Linked DNA regions of Mus musculus: region 1 is linked to region 2. A link is a contact called in public promoter capture Hi-C data. All regions are on one chromosome and are shown on one strand. Each heading gives the region's core, a stretch centred on a gene start, on an enhancer-like site or on the middle of the called end of the contact. The rest is flanking DNA. Distances are from core to core; before and after follow the strand shown.

What was found. Promoter capture Hi-C pulls out the DNA fragments that hold promoters and counts their contacts.
Region 1: a promoter capture Hi-C map of the HPC-7 cell line shows a contact between it and region 2, with 4 times the contacts expected there. The contact joins the promoter of Rnasel here to the enhancer-like site in region 2. A contact is called at or near these places in 1 of 39 promoter capture datasets (the HPC-7 cell line), 3 of 484 Hi-C or Micro-C datasets (the G1E-ER4 cell line, embryonic stem cells and forebrain), 3 of 115 datasets of contacts at active chromatin or transcription factors (effector CD8 T cells, memory CD8 T cells and pancreatic cancer cells) and 1 of 9 other capture datasets (adipose tissue).

Annotation. Positions count from the first base shown.
Region 1 is chr1:153,746,164-153,752,809 of GRCm38.p6, reverse strand. It overlaps Rnasel (ribonuclease L (2', 5'-oligoisoadenylate synthetase-dependent)), which reads right to left and starts at 3,384. Exons shown (of 9, transcript NM_011882.2): 1 at 3,203-3,384; 2 at 751-951.
Region 2 is chr1:153,316,732-153,324,025 of GRCm38.p6, reverse strand. All of the region lies in intron 1 of Lamc1 (laminin, gamma 1), which reads left to right. Among named protein-coding and RNA genes, the nearest start is that of Lamc1, 12 kb to the left of the region's middle. Within about 2 kb of position 2,350, at least 53 of the 459 cell types and tissues checked have an H3K27ac peak or open chromatin away from gene starts, as enhancers often do. A contact at or near this core is called in the G1E-ER4 cell line, the HPC-7 cell line, effector CD8 T cells and 1 more, where this site is marked.

The DNA of each region.
Region 1 (6,646 bases), core at 2,135-4,634, 430 kb before region 2:
AGAAAGTTGAAGTACGAACTCAGCTTTGAGTTTCTGGGAATGCAACTTTTGGCTGTCACTTCCTCATTGCACATTCATAAATGGCTGACTCACAATTTTGTTTCCTCATCGGAGGACAACAGTAAACAGGGCCATTGCAGACAGTGTCTTAGGGAATATAGCAAATACTCCCCCCACACCCACTCACCACTGCAGGGAGTGCCATTTAGCCCAGGGGCCTCACTTAGCTCCAGGTTCACTCATCAGGCACCCCTTGTTAACCTGAACATCTAAATAGCTGTATCTGCTACAAACTGTGCAAAACCTCATTCTCTGAGATCTACATCTGCAGTATATTCTGAATACGAAGCACCAAAGTTGTTGTCCAAAGCATTTGTGTAATGGGTCCTAACTGCCACTGGCTGTGAGGTGAGTTGGTGTAATGAAAAGAACAGAGGAGGGAAGAAAATCAGGGGACTCTGATATGGGAGGGAAAAGCCCACTCCAGAACAGAGCCCTGCAGCAAACAAGCCCGAGCTCACTTTCATTTTCTCCTTCCTCGGTTCAGAGCTGCGCCAGAAGCAGAGGACATAAATAAACAGTGTAAGAACCGTGACAGCACCCGTGGAAGCGCTTAGGAGCACAGGGACACAGCCAAGTTGCTATCAGTCCCAGCTCCCCAGTCCTCCAGACCTCTTCATCCTTGCCCCGACCCAGGCTGAGAGAGATTAGGCAAGGAACACCTCCACAGCCAGCTCTCCTCTAGCCTACCTTCTACTCCTCTTCTCAGCAGGCATTCCTTTGGCTGCAACAACCCCTACAGAAAATGCTTCCTTGTGGTGAGTCGCTGAGCCATCAGGGAGGAGCCAAGAAAGGAGTGAGAAAACGGAAGAACAGAAGTCATGGGTGCAGCGTCAATCCGGGCACAGCCTGAGCAATCTTCACCTCCTGGAGGAAGACAAGGGCTGTCCCCTGACCTCAGAGGACAGATATGATAGGCTTGTGCCTTCTCTGTTATCACAAGTCGCCTGTGTTCTTGGAAGGAAACAAGGAAATGAACGCACAATCTACTATGTAGCCATCTTGTCTTAGAATTTACTGCTGTGAACACACACCATGACCAAGGCAAGTCTTATAAGGACATTTAATTAGGACTGGCTTACAGGTTCAGAGATTCAGTCCATTATCATCAAGGTGGGAGCATGGCAGTGTCCAGGCAGGCATGGTGCAGGAAGAGTCGAGAATTCTACATCTTTATCTTCAGGCTGCTAGGAAAAGACTTGCTCTCAGGTAGCTAGGATGAGGGTCTTAAATCCCATGCCCACAGTGACACACCTACTCCAACAAGGCCTCACCTCCTAATAGTGCCACTCTGTGGGGTAAACATAGTGTCTTAGTTAGGGTTTTACTGCTGTGAACAGACACCATGACCAAGGCAAGTCTTAATAAAACAACATTTAATTGGGGCTGGCTTACAGATTCAGAGGTTCAGTCCATTATCATCAAGGTGGGAGCATGGCAGTATCCAGGCAGGCATGGTGCAGGCAGATCTGAGAGTTCTACATCTTCATCCAAAGGCTGCTAGTGGAAGACTGACTTCCAGGCAACTAGGGTGAGGATCTTATGCCCACACCCACAGTGACACACCTATTCCAACCAGGTCACACCTATTCCAACAAGGCCACATCTCCAGATGGTGCCACTCCCTGGTCCAAGGATATACAAACCATCACACATAGTCAAACCATCCCACAGCTAATACATGGCAGGCAGAGAGTCTTTTGCCAGTGATGACTGTAAGTGCTGCTTGGACTACAGTAGCTTACTACAAAATTCCAAAGCTCTGGGCAGAGCTTGCTCCTGATGCAGAGAAGGAATGTGTGTGTGTGTGTGTGTGTGTGTGTGTGTGTGTGTGTGTGTGTGTGTGTGTGTGTGTGTGTGCATTACATGCTGTGTGTGTTTGGGCAGGCTGATGGAGGTCAGAAGACAACTTTGGGTGTCAGTTCTCTGCTTCTTCCTGTACACCCTTCCAGGGCTCAAACTCAGGTCACCGGGCTTGTCTGGCAAGCACCTTTGCCTGCTGAGTCTCTAAGTACATTTAAAAGAAAAGGCGTATAATAAGATTTCTAGGTATGAAGTAGTCCCTGGCAGTCCCTATTCCTATGGGCTTCGTGGGTGCCTCGATATATCCCGCCGTTTCTGGTCTGTCTTCCTGTGTGCTATTTTGCTACCTGAACAGATAATAGTAACAAGGATTATGGTGGTGGTGGTGGTGGTGGTGTGGCAGCAGTTATGCTAAGGACAGAAAACATTTGTATAGCTCTTGAGTGTACTTCAGGAACTGTTCTGAGCACTTCACAAATACCAACCCAGGGATGCAAATCTTGTGATAGCTACTGCTTTTCACCCCCACTTTACAGCTAGAGAATCCAGGGAACAAAGCGGGTAAGTAGCTTGCTGTGCTTTGGAAACTGGGCTACATCACAGAGAAGGACGCTCCTGCCTTCGTTATCATTGAAGCCAGATGGGGAACCAAACAACTGCATCTTGTGCTGTATCTTATGATGAAAACCCCACAGGGAAGAGTTAAGCAGATGTGGAGGGGCCGTTAGAGTACTGGGATGGGAGTCCCTGAGACGCAGGCAGTCAGTAAAGTGTTTCCTTTATGAGTTATGGGAGGATGGGGTTTACTGACTTTCCCCGTGGCCTGTTCAGCTTGTTTTCCTTCTATAACTGAGGACCACCTGCTCAGAGGTGACACCACCCACATTGATTATTAATCAAGAAAATGCCCCCCAGGAACATGCTAACAGGCCCAGCTAGTGGGGACAATTCCCCAGTTAAGGTTCCCTCTTCCAGGTGACTTCCAGTTTGTATCTAGTTGAGAAAAACTAACCAGCTGTCCGACCACCACAGCTCTGAGCTGGCACTCTAAAGCTGTTCTGTTTTTGACGGCCACCTGAGCCACAAGTCACGTATGAGTCATCGAAGGGTTACTAATTGGAGTGCCTACACTGTTACCTTTAACCTAGACTGTTAGAATTAGGCACCCAGTGCCAGCCCAGAGCAGGTGACATTAGTTTGTCCTGAGCAGACGAAGTGACAAAGACTCCTAGAGAACACTGGCTCTCCGCCCCACCCAGAGCAGCTAGCTTGTGTTCAGGAAGCTTGCCTGTCATAAACAAATAAGAACTCCGCCCAGAAACCTCTGAGCCTTGCTTACATACGTGATCCTGACAGGCTTGGGGTGGCAGGAATGATCTGGGGTGCGAGGAAACAAAGACTCGTGCGCAACTGGATGCTGTTCGGAAGCAAGAGAAATTCCGCGAAGGACACTTTCACTGTTGTTTTCTAGGAACCAGACAGAACAAAGAGGAGCTTTGCCACAGAAAGCAGAAATCACTCAGATTAGCCAGCAGAGGGCGACGTTCAGCTACTTTTGGTCTTCATTCAGTTCCCTTGTTTGTGTCTTGTTCCCCCAAGGTCATGGGATGGCTACTCTAATTGTTGCCGATTTCCATGGGGTTGTTTGTGTCTGGGGGAAGTAATTCATACCGCCGCTGAGCGGAGCTGCCAGGGCCGTCTTGCTCACCCGTATGTGTGTTCCCTCATATTTAGAGTTGAGCCACAGTTGATATGTTGGAGAATAGGTTCCGCTTACAAGAACCAGCTAGTCCGAATGGGTCGTTTTGAAAAGCTAAGTTTCATTTCCCGCATCCTGGAACCTTCTCCCTAGAGAAGAGCTTTAAACAACCCAGAGCAGACCCCGGAGTCGTTGAAGATCTAACCGATTTGTAAGAGGTAAGGCTGGCGCGCTGGTTTGTTACTTTTTATTTATTTTTTATGATTTCCAAAGCCCAATTCTAAAAATGATTTGAGGCCACTTATAATACAAAATGTGCCTATAATAAAATCCTAAACTATAAACACATAAAGGATGAGAGACCCAGTAATTAACAGAGGAAGGCATCCATCAGATTCCACCAGAAAACTCAACTCTGGATCAAGGCCAGGGCAGGAAGTATAAGTCCCCCTTGTGAAGAAAACACAGTAATTCTTTAGCTGTCACATCACGTGAGCATGGGGGGAGGGGCACCTGGTACCAGCTGTCTGCTTTGGGGAGGGACAAATGCTGGGACAGATCTGCATGGAGGAGGACAGATCTGTATGACAGGAGAGTCTAAGACAGGAACCATGACTTCCCTTGGACCATCTTGAACCAAAGATCTCTTCTGGGTGGGATTTAAACTTTGAAGGAATAATTTACCAAGGGTAGACAGCAGGCACAGGAGTGAGTGGGAAACCTGGACTGGATACACGGAGAGGAAACAAACGGCCAACGCAAATGTAAGGGCATTTTCCCTCTTCCTCCTGAACCACTTCCCACTGTGGTATCCTCGATCCTTCCTTTGACCAAAAAGAACATCAGACTTCCGGCTCACATCCAGACTCGCACTTAGCTTACCAAACCCTTCTGGGAACTTGGGTAGAAGCCAGTGCTGTAACGTTGTACCAGTAGAAGGTTGACCTTCTCCTATCTGCAATGTGTGAGTGGTCTGGGCTGGCTGCTATGCAGCTCCAGCTGACTGGTATCTCTTTACATTTATTGGAGTGATTCACATAAACGCTCTGGCTTCTATGTCTTTAATGTTATAGGATTCTTACAGGAATTACAGGAATTAACATATGCCGAGTATTTAGAGCAGTATCTGCCGCAGACAAGTGTTTGCTGTTTTTGAGCATGTCACCAAGCCGTCTAACACACACTTTTCACACATTTTCTGTCATCACAAAACCTCTCTGAAGCCAATACTATTTATAGTCACATTTTATAATACAAAGTGAGAGCCTGAGAAATTGAGAAACATACTGATTAGCAACCTGCAGACACCAGATTAAAGTCAGTCGTGTGGCTCTAAATATTGCTCCATGCTTTCTGTGAGCTGTCCTGTGAATGGCTAAAATGAAAATTCTCCCTTAAATGGGTGCTTGATGTAAAAAGAAAAAAAAATTTTTTTAAAGATCCACAGATTCTTGCTTTACTCAAAGTCTAAGTCAGTGCCTGAATCTGTGACTGTGCCAGTTAGTCTCAGCGGTCACCTGATTGCATAGGATATTAGCAAAGAGAAAGGCTCTGGGTGGGTCTCTGAGAGTATTTCCTGCAGGCGTAACTGAAGGGTGAAGCCCCTCCCCTTGAGTGTGCAGCATCTTCCAGGTACTGCCAAGATGTGAGGGGAAAGGCTGCAAGCTTTGCCTGCCTGCCTTTGTCCCCTGAAGGTAACTCTACCCTGTAATATAGCACCTAAGCCCCTTGCATCTCTCACCCTTAGCATCAACTACTTAACTTAGGATCGGATACCTAACTTCGGCCTTCTCTTTCTTCTCCTGGACCAATTTCAAGCATTCTATCTGCCTTGAATTTACACCTCATAGACCCTGGATCCCTGAACAGTCTCTTTAACTAAGACCTTCCAGATTGGAAGATAAATTTTAGCCCTAAAAGAACTAAGGAAATCTTGCCATAACTCCTATAGACACTGACTGTGTTAGGAATTGTGTTAATAATTCCAATTTCATAATTTTGAATGTTCACCAAAAATGAATTAATAAACAACAAATTCTAGCCATGACATAGAATTCCACGGGGAAAAGCAAAGCTTTTGAAACTGAAAGAAATTCAGGCTGGAGAGGGCGGTTCCGCTGTTAAGAATACATCTATTCTAGAGGACCCGAGTTCGGTTCCCAGAACCCACATTGAGCGACTCATGTCCACCTTTCATCCCAGCTTCAGGCGCCTGCGTTCATGGGCACAAAGCCACACACCTGCACACATAATTAAACATAGATAAATAGTCTATAGAAGTCAGACAAACCTAAGACAATACATAGTTATAGCCACAGGAGGGCAGCAGAGCGCAAGGGATCGTCTGGCCTTCCTCGGCCCTCGAAAGCACTGCCCCGGCCTAGGTTTCTTTGGCTGTTGCGTTCTCCGTGACATACTGGCTTAACTGATGCCCACATCTTACATGTTATCATCCAGGGTTCTGGAATGCTCCAAACAGCAGATAAAAATATACAGAAAACTGGGGACAAGAACATGCATAACGCAGGAGTCTTTAGTCTGGCAAAAGGAGGTGATGACCTTTTGTCGCATTAAGGAATCGCCATGTTTTTATGTGTGCAAACATCTCCAGCCGTGGAAAATAGGGATTCGGGGCCTTGTGGCTAGCAAGATGGCTCAGCAGGTAAAGGTGCTTGCTGCCAAGGCTGACCACCTGAAATCAACCCCCAAAACCCAAAAGGTAGAAGCCGAGAACAACTCCAGAAAATTGTCTTCCGCCTTTCACATGCTTAGCGTGGGATGTGTGCGTGTGGAGCAGACACACACACCACAGTGTTTCATTGTACCTGGGCACTCCTGTCTCCCTCCCGTCCCCGGTCATGGGCCTCTCTACCCATCTCACATAGACAAACGCCCCACAGTGTAACAGCTCAGATGGCCTCCGGCACCAGCTGCACCAGCTGCACCAGCTGCACCACACATGCTCTCCCCCGTTTAGGATCCGGTCGAGCTGTTGTCTGGATGGTATGAGGTTAGAGCCTGCCTGTTTGTTCCCATATTTTTGCTTAAGCCCTCAGTGTCTGAACCCCTCCTGCTATCACCTGA
Region 2 (7,294 bases), core at 1,101-3,600:
TGTATGTGTTGGTTGTAGTGTATTGAGTTGTTGGTGGGCACAGATGAGCATGCAGGCACAGAGGAAGATGAGCAGGCTGGGCTATTGGTGTGGTAGTGAACAACTGTAGATGCTGAGCAGACTGTAGTCCTGCATTGAGGTGGTCAGGCAGATGGACAGTCATCTAGTAGAGGCTGAGCGCTAACAGGAAGTGGAACAGAACCTGGCTTTGCTGGGTCTCATCTCCAGCTGGACTTGATTGGCAGCCCGGCAGCTGTCCTCTGGATTTTAGGGAGAAGTGTCAAAGTTTAGAGCAGAGCTGTTTGTTTATTTTCACTGCTCCAAATTCCTGAGACTTAAAGATAAGGGATGAGCCTGTCTTACCTTAAATGGTTAATTTCAACGTAAGGTTACAAGATGGCAGTGCACCAAATTTCTGTTGCCCTGTCTTGGTGGCTTGACCTGAGATCTGTAAGCAGGCCCTTATGGGACGTGCAAGCTCCTTTCTGTAAGATGATAAAGTTAGATGCTTGTTCATTTGGGCTTAAAATTGACAGCTTGCTTAATAGAAGCCTCCAGAAAGCTTATTAAAGTCCCATCGGCATCTCTTTCCAGGCCTTCCAGGGGCCTTCCAGGGGCCAGCCGAAAATAACTGGACCCAGTCAGTCTGGTGCCCTCTGCAGCTACATATTCATGAAATAAAATAAAGCCACTATCTCTTTCTTGGACAATGCACGCTCAGATCTCTTGTGGGAGGAGCACCTCTGGCGAGGCTGGGAGGTGAACTAGGGATGCGCTTGGTTTTCTTCTCAAACTTGAGGGCTTCTGTCTCTCAGCTCCCTCCGTTTATTTTTTGTTTTCCAGCTGTGGAGCCTTCCTGTTGTGCTGAAGGCAACAGTGAATTATTGTTTTATTTCACCCATTTTTTTTTTTAAGATATTTCTCCTATTTTCAATCTCATCTTTTTGTTCTGAAAAATTGGTGGAAAACTTGATTCACAATAGGTCTTCATGTTTTTCATTTCTTCTCTCTCTCCTCTCTTTCTCCCTCTTTTTCCCTCCCTCCCTTCCTTCTTCTTTTCCTCCTTCCCTCCCCCCTTCCACCCCTCTTTTCTTCCTTTCTTCCCTTCCTCTGTTCTTTTTTCCTTTTTGAGACAGGATCTTGCTATGTAGTCCAGGCTAGCCTCAAACTCACTATGTAGCTATGTAGCTCACCATGGCCTTGACTTTGAAGCAATCTTCCTTCCCCAAGTTTCCAGCTGCTGAGATTACAGATGTGCATAATATATAGGTAACTTATTTATGGAATTAGTTTTAGCAAGCACAGGATTTCGGAAAGCAAAAGAGCTATTTCTTTGTTTTTGTTTTCTTTGTCTGGAGGTCACTTGCATTAATGGTTACCAACCAATATCTGTTGAGAACCAGTGGTCCAGCCCATTCTAGCTGCCTACCAGCCTGTGTGAGTTCTTGGGGAGCTGTTCTGAAGGCCAGCCTTGGAAGCAGAGCTCTTCGAGGATTGTGCAGGGTGAGCGTCCCCTGCAGCGAGCTGTGGTTCGGGTTGATGTAAAATTGTAAGCTTGTGGATGTTGTCCCAGGTTTACAGACTAAGGATGTGTGTGTTTGGTGATAAGGTCAAGGATTTACTTTATTTAGTTATTTATTTCTAAATAAGGTGCTTTCCGATTCCCAGGGTGAAAAGGAATTGTTCTGCAAGTGTTCTCTGCTGTGATGACTTAATCTTCGTCCCTTTAAACCTGTACTAGGGAGTGACTTGTGGTGGAGTCTGCTAGGTACAATACATTCAAGCTTGAATTGGGTGGCTTTCTTGGAGAAGTGTGTGAAGCTAACATATTACCAGTTGTGTCAGGAGTCTCTCCCCCTCCCCCCACTTATGCCTTGAGCTTGTTGCATTGAGATTCTATTTGTTGAACAAAGACATTATTTAAATGGCAGCCAGGGAGAAAATTTTTCCTTTAAGGATTTTGTAATATGTAATGGATATCAAAGACACTTGCTGTACCGGTACTGAGGGAATCTGTAATGTGTCTGAGGGGTTAAGACAGAAACATCCATCCATAGGAAAAATGACTCGGTGGAGATTTTCAGAGTGCTAGGGAGTGCTGCAGATCACTTGAGAGGTGAGCGACAAGTCAGCCGGGAAAAGCTGATTGGCTTTTGAAAACAGCTAATGGACATGAATGAAGGACCTTCCAGGAAGGCTGGATTGTTTGAGCGTCAATATTCTAAACACAAACTAGAACAAAAATTCTAAAAATAATCAGGTAATTGTGAAGGAAGGCGTGGCTCACCTTGCGTGGAGTAACGTGAATGGTTTCAGCTTGGAAACCGGTTAGCAGAAGAAAGCGAGGTTTGCCTCTTAGTCATTCTGGCTAAGAGCAAGTGAAGAAGGCAGATTCGTGAGCCCTGTGCTGGGTGCCTCCGAGTTCTGCGGCCTCAAGAGCCGATACCTCTGTGAGGAATGAGGTGAGGTGACTTGTGACTTCCCTGTGGTCACACAGGTGGGTGTCGGTGGGATCCTGGGCTCACAAGCTTCAGTCACGCCCCTGCCCCTCTGCCACCTGAGAGCAGACTTGGCACATGAACTCTACAGCGAACTGTAGAGACCTTCACCTGGGCAAAGGACCAAGTGACTCCATCAGAGAGCTAAGCCTCGTGTCTCTGACTTTGCTGGAAAAAGCTGGATTTGGAATTTTTAGTTTTCAGATTTTTTTTTAAGAGAGCTTTATACTGATTTTTAAATGAAACGCTCTTAAAGGGACAACTTTTAGGTTCAGAGTCCTTTAACTAGTCGTGTAATATTTAGTCTTATGCCTTTTGGAATGTTGAAGGAATGTATTGAATTTCAGAATGAGGCCCTGGGTTTTGTCAGTGTCTCCTAATAGAAAAGGGGGAAGCATACCATGTACTATTCTGAAGGGTGGTCAGTAAACTCCAATTATATGGGGGAATGCACCTTATCTCATTTCCTACCTCGGCCACTATTCCTTTCTGCTTGCTGAATTGCTGAGCTCAGTTCAACTGTTCCCTTTATCTGACATCACTAAAGATAAGGCTTCAAGGCGGCCTGGTTGATCTCCAGTTCTAGTCTGTTTCTCCTCTGCTCCCAGTAAATTCTGACCCTGCTATGGTGGCTTTGTGTGTGTGTGTGTATTCCTCAAGTTTGCTGAGTAGGTCTAATGTGCATTTTTATTGACTGATTAGCGAGATAGCTTCTGTACCCCCAGGAACTTTCCTTTGTCACCCGTTCCTTCTTTCAGGCTCCAGAGCCCCACCATTCACTTTGATTTCTGTTGATGCAAATTTGCCAAGCTATCAACCTCCGACTTGCTAATCTTTCTGGAGCTAAGGTTCATTTGAAGGTCACTGGTGGGTTTTTTCTTTCTTTCTTTCTTTCTTTCTTTTTTTTGGCTTTATTTCTGAGAACGGGCCATAATTGCCTTGGAAGACTTGTGTTTGTGGTGGGTTTGTGCCTCGGCCTGTCATAGTTCACTTCTCTGAATTGAAGATTCAGACAAACAAACAAACTCAACCCAGACCCAAACACTTCAACCCAGAGCCCTCCAGGCTTGAGCTGCCTGAGGAATTTCCGTGTTTCTGTCCGCCCTTTCTGCTTTCCTTACAGACAGACCGACCTCCTCAGCCCCTACCTTCTTTCTGTCCTTGTGTGGAGAATGTGGTTACACCACCACATAAGAAGCACTGGGGACTGTTAAAGGCTTTGATGAGTTTCTTTTCTTGTGGGATGGGGTGGCACTCCTTGCTGCACAGAAGTAGGGTGAGATGGGGGAGGGAGTGTTGGTTTTAGAAGCCTCCACCCCTGCTTCTCTCTCCTCCCCCTCCCACTGGTAAAATATGTTCTTGGCGTGTTCTATCAATTGATTCCAAAGAGAATGAAAATGTCCTACCTTTTCCAGGAGAAGAAAGGGTGTAGGGAGAACACGGAATGCGTTGTCAGGCACTAGGAAGTAATAATTTCCCGCCTTCAGCTCACACTGTAATTGAAGGCAGGAAAAAGTTTGCCTGCAGATTTCTAAATTCTATGACCATCTTAGGAATACGAGATTGCTCCTTGGCAATGTAAAACTATTGATTGACATGGAATTTCAGTTTTGTGTCCTTAACTTACAACATTTAGAACCTTAGCTTCTGGGAGGTGAACACTTTTAGAGTAGGTGGCTGTTGTGGTTTAAATGTGTACCAAGTTCATGCCTCGGCCACCGATCCAGTCTTCTCGTGTTGACAGAGGGGTGGTTATTTATGAAGACCTGCTCTAAGTGTCTTTGGCATGGCTGTGGGTTTATTGTGAAAGTCAGTTTGGATCCTCCTGGTTTATTTATGCTCTTGCTGTGGGATGCTTCCATTGTGTTACAATCCACAAGAAGACCCTTACCAGGTAGGTACCAGCAGGCTTTGGGATGTCTCAGCCTCCAGAACCTTGAGCCAAGTCAATTTCTGTTTATTTTAAATTACTCAGTCTGAATATAGCAGCAGGAAATGGATCAAGATAGTGGCTAACTAGAGTAGTAATAATGAAATTATGGAGTTTGTAGAGAATATAGGTAAATCCTATATATAGTCATACATGCCTATATCCATGCAATGCCTGGGAGGTGGGATGGAGGTCAGAAGTTCAGAGTTACCTTAGGCAGCTGTGGGAGCCCAAGACTCAACAACAGTCCTTAGGGAAGTTTAAGCTGTTAAAAATATTTTGACAAAAGGATTCGAGTTTAATTTATTTTAAACTCATACCAAGGAAATTGGGGTTGGTGAGATGGCTCAGTGGATAAAGGGACTTTATTCAGCCTAGGGACCTGAGTCTGATTCTTGGAACTTGTATAAGGGTAGGAAGAGAGACTTGACCCCATAAAGCTGTTCTCTGACCTACAGACATGCACAAGTATATATACACACCATGGCATGTGTACCCACCACATGCATGTGTACACAGTAATGCATACAGTTAATGGTGGTGTGGTTGCCTGAGGCTTGTAGTTAATCTGCTCAGCTGCGTTTCTCAGGTGTTCCTGCTCATCACATCAAATAGTCTGATAGGTCTAGTGACTTCACCTGTGACTGGTGAGCCTGATGCTTTTAGGGGCTAGGGTAGAGGACAGTGTTAAATCCCCTGGGACCAGAGTCACAGACAGTAATAAGATGCTTGATGTAGGTGCTAGGAACTGGACCTGAGTCCTTTGACAGAGCAGCAAGTGCTCATAGCTGCTGAACCTTCTCTTCATCCCCTGAGGTTCTATGTTTGTTTTTTTAAAGACAGGGTCACACCATGTAACTGGCTGGCTTGGAATTCATTGGGAAGGTTAGGCTGGCCTTGAACACGTGGAGATTGGCCTGCCTCTGCCTCCCGAGTGCTGGGATTAAAGGTGTGCATCATCACGCTCAGCTAAGTTTTTGACTTGTGTTTTAATATGAGATCATAATTTGATACAAGCGAGCATCCTAAGAATTTTCCTTGCAGTTGTTCATGTTGGATGTGGGGAGAAGCTGGGATGAAGGTTATGGGGTGGGGACTGATGACGCTTGTTAGATGCCTTAAGACCACTTCGTGGGAAAAGTGTTGCGATCAGGAGACCGCATGCCCCAGATTGACTTTGTAGATCACTTCTATGCAGAGTTGGAATTTATAGTGAGTATTTTAGATAAACACATGCAATAGAAACTTCCCAAGAGATTACAGATTCTTAGAATTTTACAGATTATGAAAGTTTATGGAAACATCTGTAATGCAGCTGTGATAAAGTTTGTTTACTTTTATCAACTTTAGAAGTTCAAGCATGTTTACTGCTGTCGTCAGGGTTTTTACCCCATGCCGAGATAGAAGTTAGCACTGACCTGTGGTGGACATGGGAACCACTTGGTTTGGTAGTCATCTTGAGAAGGCTTTGGTTTTTGATGACATCCCGTGTAAAACTGGGCTGTGCTGGCCCAGACGGCAGTGGTGGGTGTGGATCATGACTAGGGGAGACTCTGGAAACAGACAAACCTTCCAGATGTCTAGAGAATGTGGACTTGCGGCGGCCTGTGCTTGCCGTTCTTGTGTCTGTATCTGTCCTGCTTTGACTTTCATGGTTGCTTTAGGGAAGGGCCCGAGGACCTGTTTCTTAGATTGGGAAATAAAATGGAAGTTAACGTTTTTCTGGAAGCCTTTTAGTTGGTATTGGCTTTTCTGTGAGAGAAAGAGACCGAGAAGCCGTCTCAGTCCCTTAAGGCCGACTGTGGGTGGGGGCGGCCTCGAGGATGTGGCTGAGAGGTAACGGAAAGCAGATTCATTCATGGCTCTGGTGAGCTTCAGTTATGAAACGGGCCTCCAGTGCCCCAGTCAGCAGCCTGTGAACCATGCCTGACTGAATGGGTCTTGGTTTTGAAATTTACAGATTGCCTGGATCCCCACTGTCTCCTTGGCCTTCTTCTCAGATGCAGCTGTTTTTGTTACTACATCATTTTGTGTTTTAACTGGCTGGTTACTTTCCCAGTCCCTTTTATGGTGAATAATGACACATGGAGCTTGAACACCCAAGTGTGTGGCTAATCAAACAGGAAATCTCAAGGAAGCACAGAGAAACAAAAGACAAGACAGGAAAGGTCATTCATGAGCCTAGGCAGTAGACATCTGCGGGAACATCTGACAGCTTGAGACAGGCTGGAAACTCAACCAGTGGAATGTTTTATGTGGGACTTGCTGTTTTTCTTATGCATTGGAAATATTAAGCCTTAATAAATTAGATAGAAGTGAAGGTGAAAGAGAGAGAGAGAGAGAGAGAGAAAAGAATGTGGCATTCTTGCCTTTCAAACGGGAAGGCAGCTCTGGCCGCAGGGTGCCTTGGATCTAAAAGTCTGATGTGTCCTGTCTGAAGCAGCAGTGAAGCTGCATGTGGGGTGAACGAGTGACTGGAGGTGACGACCGGGTTAAAAGATGGCTTTAAGCAGTGCCTGAGGAATAGGAGGTTAAAAACAATTAGGCGGCACGGCTATCATTGTAGCGGGAGGATTTTGACTTCCAGGCAGCCTGGGCTGCATAGCTAGTCTATAACCAAAGAACCAAAGAGAAGAAGAAAGAAAAATGTGGTCTAGTAGGAGAGCAAACCTATCAACAGATCCCTAATGCTAATCCTGGGACACAGAGTTGTGACAAGAACAGAAAACACCATGGGAACCGCGGAAACTCCAGTTACCTACAGAGATGTCAGCAGTCCGTATGAATACTACAAAGACAGTCCATATAAATGCCTTCTCAGAAGCAACTGTCTGGTGACCTTTAAGATTTATTTATTTATATGTAT